Regions from separate parts of the Zea mays genome. Here all the other regions are linked to region 1. Evidence: chromatin contacts called from public Hi-C data. All regions are on one chromosome and are shown on one strand. The core of a region is the stretch at or near the end of the contact, and the rest is flanking DNA. Distances in the headings are between cores, read along the strand shown. Region 1 holds the start of LOC103630728. Region 2 holds the start of LOC100192899 (4-phosphopantetheinyl transferase sfp). Region 3 holds the start of LOC100275682.

Evidence for each region. A called contact is a pair of places that touch in the nucleus more often than the background predicts.
Region 2: a contact with region 1 is called in a Hi-C map of endosperm, with 1.9 times the contacts expected there. The contact joins the promoter of LOC100192899 here to the promoter of LOC103630728 in region 1. A contact is called at or near these places in 2 of 25 Hi-C or Micro-C datasets (endosperm and leaf).
Region 3: a contact with region 1 is called in a Hi-C map of leaf mesophyll, with 2.5 times the contacts expected there. The contact joins the promoter of LOC100275682 here to the promoter of LOC103630728 in region 1. A contact is called at or near these places in 2 of 25 Hi-C or Micro-C datasets (leaf and leaf mesophyll).

Annotation. Positions count from the first base shown.
Region 1 is chr1:3,114,189-3,116,903 of Zm-B73-REFERENCE-NAM-5.0, forward strand. It overlaps LOC103630728, which reads left to right and starts at 1,312. Exons shown (of 13, transcript XM_020544900.2): 1 at 1,312-1,903; 2 at 2,108-2,187. The coding sequence starts at 1,551.
Region 2 is chr1:2,859,400-2,862,114 of Zm-B73-REFERENCE-NAM-5.0, forward strand. It overlaps LOC100192899 (4-phosphopantetheinyl transferase sfp), which reads left to right and starts at 1,401. Exons shown (of 8, transcript NM_001138086.1): 1 at 1,401-1,657. The coding sequence starts at 1,521.
Region 3 is chr1:2,878,651-2,881,365 of Zm-B73-REFERENCE-NAM-5.0, forward strand. It overlaps LOC100275682, which reads right to left and starts at 1,402. Exons shown (of 8, transcript NM_001149710.2): 1 at 523-1,402; 2 at 336-421; 3 at 93-266. The coding sequence starts at 1,152. It overlaps LOC100193669 (putative peptidyl-prolyl cis-trans isomerase family protein), which reads left to right. Exons shown (of 5, transcript NM_001138762.1): 2 at 1-75; 3 at 191-279.

The DNA.
Region 1 (2,715 bases), core at 62-2,561:
AAAACTTATATCTAAGGAGATGGAAGAGAAGATTTCGCACTTGGATTAGGAAAGCGTACTTTTGTCGTCTATGCTAGCTCCGCTCCGAGTTGACTGCTGCACACGTGTGTGTTGGTCCACACATGATGGCGGTAGATAAGCAAGCGATGGTAACGGCACCTGACATGGGTGGATACGATGAAGGAAATCGCTGAACTTATTACACATTGCTGCAGTCCCAGTTCTAGCACCAAACTTAATTTACCACAGAACAGCGGGGGCAAAGGCAGGCAAAGCCGTGGGCGCACTGGACACGTCGCTCCATACCTAGCCTAGCCTAGCCTAGCGACGGATTACGTGACATGACAGTTGACACCAACGTACGTACGGCACAGACAGTTGCCGGAAGGAACGGCCGGCGTCGCCGTCGCCGTCGCCGGGAGATGGTCAGTTGCTGTCCCAGCTGATTCCTTGGCGCTAGGATGCGCTGCGCTGGTCTTCCCTTGGCCTCATCTGCAGTGGCTATGCTACCCGCCACCCTCTCACAAGAAACACATGTGCTACTGTGGCGGCGCGCCCCCGCCCACCTCCGATCGCGGCCGGGGCTCGGGATGCGTCGCTCCGTTTTCTTCCTATTCTTCTTCTTGTCCGGGTGTCGTTTCTTTATTTGTCTGTTTACCATTTGATAATAATAATAATAATCATAAAAACAAAAATAATAAAGGAAGCACTCGCCGTCAGCGTCGCGTTCCCTGTCACGACAGTGGGTGACCGAGACGAGCGTCCCATCCCCCTCCCCTCGTACGTGAAGCTGGACCCGCCAGCTGCGTCGTCCTTTTCTCTACGACGACGGCCGCCGGTGCGGAGCGTCCACGCGATCGAGGCGCTGCTAGGCTTAAGCCACCGGAAGAAAATATAGGGGGAGCGACGGAGATTTGGGCATCTCCTGGGCGTCCTGCTGCGCTCCAAGTTCCAACTGACCGAGTCAGTCAAAGCAACACCATGCCACCATGGGGTAGAGTAGTATGGCAGGCATGGACGGACGCGGACTCGCTCGCGAACCACGCGTGCGCTAGCCTATAGAGTCTGTCCCCCGTGCCGTCACTCGCGGCCCTCCGAAATCCCCGAACCGGGAAATCCACAGCCCCTGGCGCTGGACCCGCCCCGGCCCCCCTACCACTACCAGGCTACCACACCGTACCGGCCGGGGGGAGTCGAGACTCCAGAGAACCAAAAGCGGACGGCAGCAGCTGACGCCGACCGCACCTCCGCCGGACCGCCTTTATGCCAAAAGGCCCCTCCCCACCCCGCGAATCATTCCAGCGCCCCTACCTTCCGTCCATTCCGTTCCAGTCCACCTCCATTCCCACGGAGAGGCAGCCAGGCAGCACCAGCAGCTCGCTCGCTCGCTCGCGAGCTGGTCCACAGCGCCCCGGATTAGACCGTCGCGGCGGACGACGAGGAAGCAGACTCGTCCTCGTCCCCGTCCTTCCCCGCCTCCCACCCACCCCGGCGGTCGACGACCACCGCTCCCACGCTTCTCGGCCGCGGGCCCTAAACCCTCCCGATCCATGGAGGCCGCCGCGCCCGATGGGGCCGCGCAGGCGTCCCCGCCCCCCGCGGAGGCCGACCGCCCGCCCGAGCCTCGCCCCCCGCCGCTGCCAGCCGCGGGGACGCACGATCCGCACTTCCTGAGCTCGATCATAGGGGACGCGGCGCCCCCGCCCCCGCCGCCGCCGCTCGGGCAGAAGCGGAAGCGGGGGAGGCCGCCCAAGAGGAAGGACGGCGCGGCCGTGGCCGCGGGGCCGGTGGTGCCGGCGCCGGCGCCGGCGCTCGCCCGGGCCGCCCGGAGAAGGCAGGACGAGGAGGAGGTCGTCTGCTTCATCTGCTTCGACGGGGGAAACCTCGTCGTCTGCGATAGGAGGTGGGTGCCCGTGCCGCGCGCGCTTCTCCCCTCCGTGTTGACTGCGGGAACGCGTCGAGGGGGGGTTCTCCGAGGCGCTCTGCCCCGCACGTGTTGCCTCCGCAATTGCGCGCCGGATTTTTCTTATTCTTTTTTTCTCCCTCTTGCTGGTTGCCGGATTGGGGATTGATCCGGCCTGCGCGTCGTCTCTGTTTCTTGCTCCAGGGGTTGCCCCAAGGTCTACCATCCGGCGTGCATCAAGCGTGACGAGGCATTCTTCCAGTCCCGGAGCAAGTGGAACTGCGGTAAGTTCCATCCAATGCCTTCAATAACATGTGGCAGCGTGAGATCATTTTGCTTCTCTTGCCGCGGGGATTGGTAACAACCAAAATTATGAATCATGCATGTATTACTGGTTGTATTTGCCGACATATTGTGTAAAGCGAATATCGGTTGGTTGGCGGTTGCATACACTTGCAAACAATGCTATTTTTGAACTGATTTAGAGATAAGCACGCTTTCCACGGTACTCGTGTGCCCGCTAGCTTCTCGGACAATGCTAACGGACTTAGATTCCTGATATCGAGGCAATGATCCCGCTTCTACCAATCAGATGACTCATATCATGAGTTCGCATTCCCTTGCTTACTTTGAGTGGAGTTACCGTTCCGTACGCTCCCGTTTTAGAATTGTGAATAGCTAGCATGGTAAGTGATAACTGATAGCTAAGACAGGCCCAAAGGGAAAGTAGAATACACCACGTGTGTCGGAGAACAGTCGCATGCGCAATGACTGAGTTCCCAGGGTGATTGGGTCGAGGAAATTGGTATGCT
Region 2 (2,715 bases), core at 151-2,650, 250 kb before region 1:
CATTACAAACCCTAGAGTTTGGTGGGGATTGTTGGATCTTTTATGGGCTTGGCCCATTTATTGAATAAACTCTATGGTGTGTAATGGTGGAGAATACCAATAGTACCACATTGGAAGTCCAAGGGTCTTTTGCCTTGACTTATATGGTGGGATTTATTCCACTTAACTTGAGAAGTCAAGAAATGGACAAGGGCGTGCCACACGCGCGCGCGCGCGTCGCCGCCGCCGCCGGCCGGGCCGGGCGTGGCGTGGCGTGGCGTGGCGAGGCAGGCAGGCAGGCGAGCGGGCGTGGTGTGGTTGTGTTAATTTTTAGCACTCACTAACCGCGTACGCCGAGTGACCCTGTCTCTTCGACTGCCGAGTGACTCTGTCTCTTCGTCAGCCAGCCGAGTGACCCTTCTCCTTCAGCTGCCGACTTATGGCGTGACTCGGCAAGTGCTGGCCGACTCATGGCATAACTCGGCTAGAGCTGGCCGACTCTTGGCGTGACTCGGCGACCGTTCTCCTTCAGCTTCCCTCTGCGAGAGGTTAAATAGAGGAGCACCCCTGTCATTCGGTACACGCGAGATAACTCTTTCAGAACACAGTCCAGCAGCCGAGTGAGGGTATTTCCATCTCGTGACTCTGCGCGCACAGAGAAGCGAGAGGGCAGGTGCCTCCGGAGCCCTTGCCGTTCGAGACCTTGCACGAGGGATCGGCAATTAGGTTTTTGGGGAGCGTCTACGCGACTGCCCAAAGTCTTCTTCCTGCTGTCATGACAAGTGAAGTTGGACAAGGATCTAGATCCTCGGAGCGCATGGCAGGGTATGATCAATTCATCTCCTTATTGTTTTTCATTCTGCAAATTATATATGTTCATACCTGCTGTTTTATTTATAGCCATAAATTTATTCAATCTGTTTTATCGTCTTATAATATGTTATATCTGTCTGTCTTAATTTTACAGTCATCCTGTTTATATTGTTATCTGTTTATTTCCAGTTATTTCGCAATAATCCATGAACCATGTTTATATGCTTATTTTATTTATATGAATTACATGCTTCATATGCTTTGTGTTCTCATGATCCATATTGTTATGGATATTTTTGAGATCACGTTTTCCATGTTTTCCATGTTTGATTATCTATTATATGTCATCATCATAATGTTAATTTATGGAATTAAAATAATACAGAAAATGCCTATATTTCTAACAGAATTTTTTTAAAGAGGACAGTAAAAAACGCATACAGAAGCTGCTCCGTGCCTCGGGCTGCTAGTGCTAAGTAAGTCCGTAAAGTTATTGCAAATTTTTTTGGTATTTTGGTTTCTGCTAGCAGTCCCTCTTGATCCGTTTCACTTGCAGCACGCTTGGTTAAACTCCGGGCGATGGCCGAGCAAGGACGCACCCGGGATTGGACCTATCGACGGTGGCAGCCCGCAGCCCATCGGTTTCGCCGACCGGCGCCTCGTTCGCATCGACTCCACCTCCTCCTCCTCGCACGCTATAAACTAGACTAGAGCAATACCCGTGGTGGATGTTCCACCGCCTGCTCCGCCGCGCGATGCCGCTCCCGCCGCCGCAGTCCCCGCTTCCTGCTCCCCGGATGCCGGGGGTCACCGGCGGGCGCCTCTTCGCTTCGCTGCCGTCGCCGCCGCCCCTCCAGTCTCGAAGGTACTTGACCACCCACACTCTTCCATTCGTCCGTACCTTTCCTGATTCTGTGATTGTTTGGCACTGCAACGGAACATGTTCAGGTGCTGGCCGTAGATTCGTTCAGGGTAGGCATGGGAGTGGATGAATAGGGCGAGATGTCTCGTGGGGTAGTTGAGGGTCTGGATTCAGGCACTCTACTCTCGTAGAGGTTGGAACCGGCGCTGCGGTCCACCGAGTAGGGAAAATTGCCATGGGATCCGAAACAGACCATTGCCACACCCCCTTTTCCATTTTGGTGTGATTTCCACCTGCTGTATGAACGAGTCAGACGGCGCAGCTGGGATGAGCCGACCATTTGATGGTTCAGTGTTGCCACTCGTGGATTCTGATTTTGTTTCTGGCTCCCAGAATCCGCGTTGGTTTTGCTGAGTTGTCGCTCTTGGCTTTTGCCAGTGCAAGCAGTTTGGCTTCTGCATTTTGCTGCCAGGATGAATATGAATGTTTTGCTTCCTAGCATTGACGCCTAGCAGCCGGCTATACAATTGACATTGTTACAGAAGGGGAATTCCATGATGCCACATGACTAAAAATGACTCTTCATAACTCTTTTATTTCTTTCCGTTCTAAACAACTTTCCGATTATTGGACTAGAACCATCTCATATTATCATGTTTGCCTGCTGACTGTTTGTTGTTGTCTTATTTCCTTTCTGCTTTGTTGCCTCTCCCGTAATTAGCTGGAGCTTGTCTAGTCTATGCCACAATAGGGGGAGTATATCTCAATAGTCGTATTATGTCTCGCAGGATGAAAATAGAACTGGAACCAAGATAACTCAAAGTAATTAATAAGTATGATATGCCTAATGATTAACAGCATATCATGTATGATAAGGAGCCTGTAACTTAAGAACTTCTGCATCTTCGATTATGCACATTTCTCCATCAAATTATGGTCTAGGTAGTTTTTTTTAACGCAAATGATGCTAGCTAGTGCGTGTAAGATAAACAATGTCCCTGCCTTTTCGAGATCAAATGATACCAAAACTATGCTTTTGTCAACAAATGCAAGAAATTAAT
Region 3 (2,715 bases), core at 152-2,651, 240 kb before region 1:
GAAGAGGAGGTGAATCCTTAAGAGCAAGCAGACTTTGCTGACTGAACAAGACATGTGACTTGGCAAGAAAGCATGGTAAGCATTTTTCTCACGCTTTTTCCCGCAGCTCAAACCAGACCTCCTCATCAGAGAGCGGGGGAGATTTGCCGATCTCTACTTCAAGACGGTATCTTGCCTTCTCGATGTTCAGGTCCTTAACCATCTGCAGCTTCTGGCTGCGCCTCACATCAAGTAACTCAGCTGCAAGCGGCACCTTCTGGACATACCTGACATCATTAGGTAATAATGTTCATTGTAATGCTCCTCAGTACTGTTGTCTGACAAAGATGGATTACCTCTCTAAAAAGGGCATCATGGCATAGTCGTGCACTAGAAAATCTATCACCCACGGAACCACGATCAGCAATGCTAGGAATTTGGCCTGTACAGTACAAAGTTCCCTTTTTTTTTTGTCAGCTCAAACAAAACCTCCATACAACTCGTGTATTATTAGAGAGAAAGAAAGGTAATGCATCCACTGACCGAGTTCGTGGAGGCATACATAAAAACTCGATCTTCGAACAGCATATCCTCGTAATCCTCATCGATAGTACCTCTGAAAACCTCAACGACGCCCTTATCCCAGACGATCTCCGCAGGATCATCGGTTATCTGCTCCGACAAGCTGGCCTCCCCGCCCCAGTCCCCACCTCCACCATTCTCCGGCGCGCCACCACCGCCGCCACCGCCGGTCCAGTCCTCCCACGACCGCTCCTCGGCGTTGAACGCGTCCTGCTGGGCCTCGCGCAGCTCAACAATGGCCTCGGCCTTCCGCCTCCACTCCTCGAACTTGGCCTTCTCCGACAGCTCCTGGTCGGCCCCAATCTCCTCCAGCAGCTCGTCGTCCTCCCTGAACCCGGCCAGGCTCTCCTCGTCGTCGTTCCAGTCCGCGAAGAAGGTCCTCCACCACGGCCGCTGCCACTTGCCGAGCCGCCGCCTCGCGAAGACCGCCACGTGCCTGCGCCTCGCCCTCCTACTGCTGCTCCTGTGGGAACCCAGAGCGAGCAGCCCGCGCCCGCGCGCGCAGACGCCTCCGCGGAGGGCCCTGCCCTCGGCGGGGAAGCGCAGCGCAATGCCGTCGGAGACGGCCGCGGAACACCTCATGAAGGTCATGAAACGCGGAGGACCATATATGCTCCCTCGCAAGCTAGCTTGCTTAGCCCCAGCGGACGGCGAAGACCTGTAGAAAGGCCAGCGGCCGGCAGAGACCCGGTCGTCGGTGCACGTCCTGGCGGCGACGAGGGCTCGCCGGTGGCTCGCGATGCTTCCTGGTTCTGGTTCTGGGCGGGAGAGGAGGAAGAAGCAGAGAAACGAGAGAATTCAGGCAGGCAGCTCCAGCCTTCGGCTTGCTAGCTACTACGGCTAGAGAGGAGAGGGGAGAAGAGAAGAGAGGTCGGCGTCATATCCACGGACGCGGCACACTAGCCACGCCCACGCTCATGGTCATGGACCACTCTTAACGGTTTCTTCTGTTTCTGGGGCTGCAGTGGGGCTTTGCCCGGATAAAGCTGATCCTGACCAGAAGGCTGACGCGGCAGCTTCTCTCCCAACCACACTCTCTTCAGTCTTCACTCCTCTCCTCTCCCCGCTCCAGTCGGTCTCTCCAGTCTCCTCTCCTCACCTTGCCAGGAACCCAGGAGGAGGAGGGATACAGGTATGTTTGCTGTCTCTGTCACCGCACTCCTCCTGCTGTTCGATCTGGACGCACGGCGGTTTTCTTGGATTTGGAACAAGTGCTCGATTTTGCTCTCACGAATCCTAACTAGAGGCTTCCGAACCATGGCAAAGCGGACAATTTGGAGAACCAAGGTCTGTTTAGTTTTGCAATATGAGCACCCCCACCCCATTCCCTACTCTACTCACTCGCATTGCGCAGCATGCAGTTTGGCTTGGCGAGCCACGTATCTGAATCTTAGAGATTCTTTGTTTTTGGCTCTCTATTTAACTCTCTATTTATTTCTTCGTAGGGATTACATTTTATATGTAGCATTTCACTTCTAGTTTGGCTAGTTAGGTGGCTAGCCAAGTTTGGCTATTGAGTAAGCCAATTTGAAGAGTCAGGTTTGGCTATTGAGTAAGCCAATTTGAAGAGTCAGATAGTTTAGCGAGTCAGATAGGTAGTCTGTTGGAGAGTTATTTTGTTGATGATTAGTCAAAATTTAGCTTAATAAGTCATTTAGCTAGTCTTTTAGATATGCTCTTATGTTGTCCAAGCTTTTAGGGTCCATCTCTGTCTCGATTGCCAAAAGTGACTTTACAACAAACAATAATTGACGTAAGATGCTTTTGCCCCATTTCTGTGCTGTGCATAGAGTGTATTGTTAGAACAAAATTCATTATTTTTTATATGTATATAATAGAAACAAAATTTAGGTAAGCACAAACTTTGTCATAGTGGCCTTCATACATGGGAACTTTCATGGCAAACTTTGGGATGATAAATGATGCTTCAATTTCAGCCTGAATAACCTAGGTGCAAAGGCATGGTGTGGAATGTGCAAATCTCTTAAAAGAATCCCTTCAGTCCGCAGAGACTATAGGGTAATGAACTGCCTATCCTACACCTCTCCACCTTATTTCCTGAAGGGCAGGTTCCACATTTCCTTTTTTTTTAAGAAGTTGAAGTTACAGAATTTTAGTGTCCAGATTTCAGAACCATGCATACTGACAGTAAGT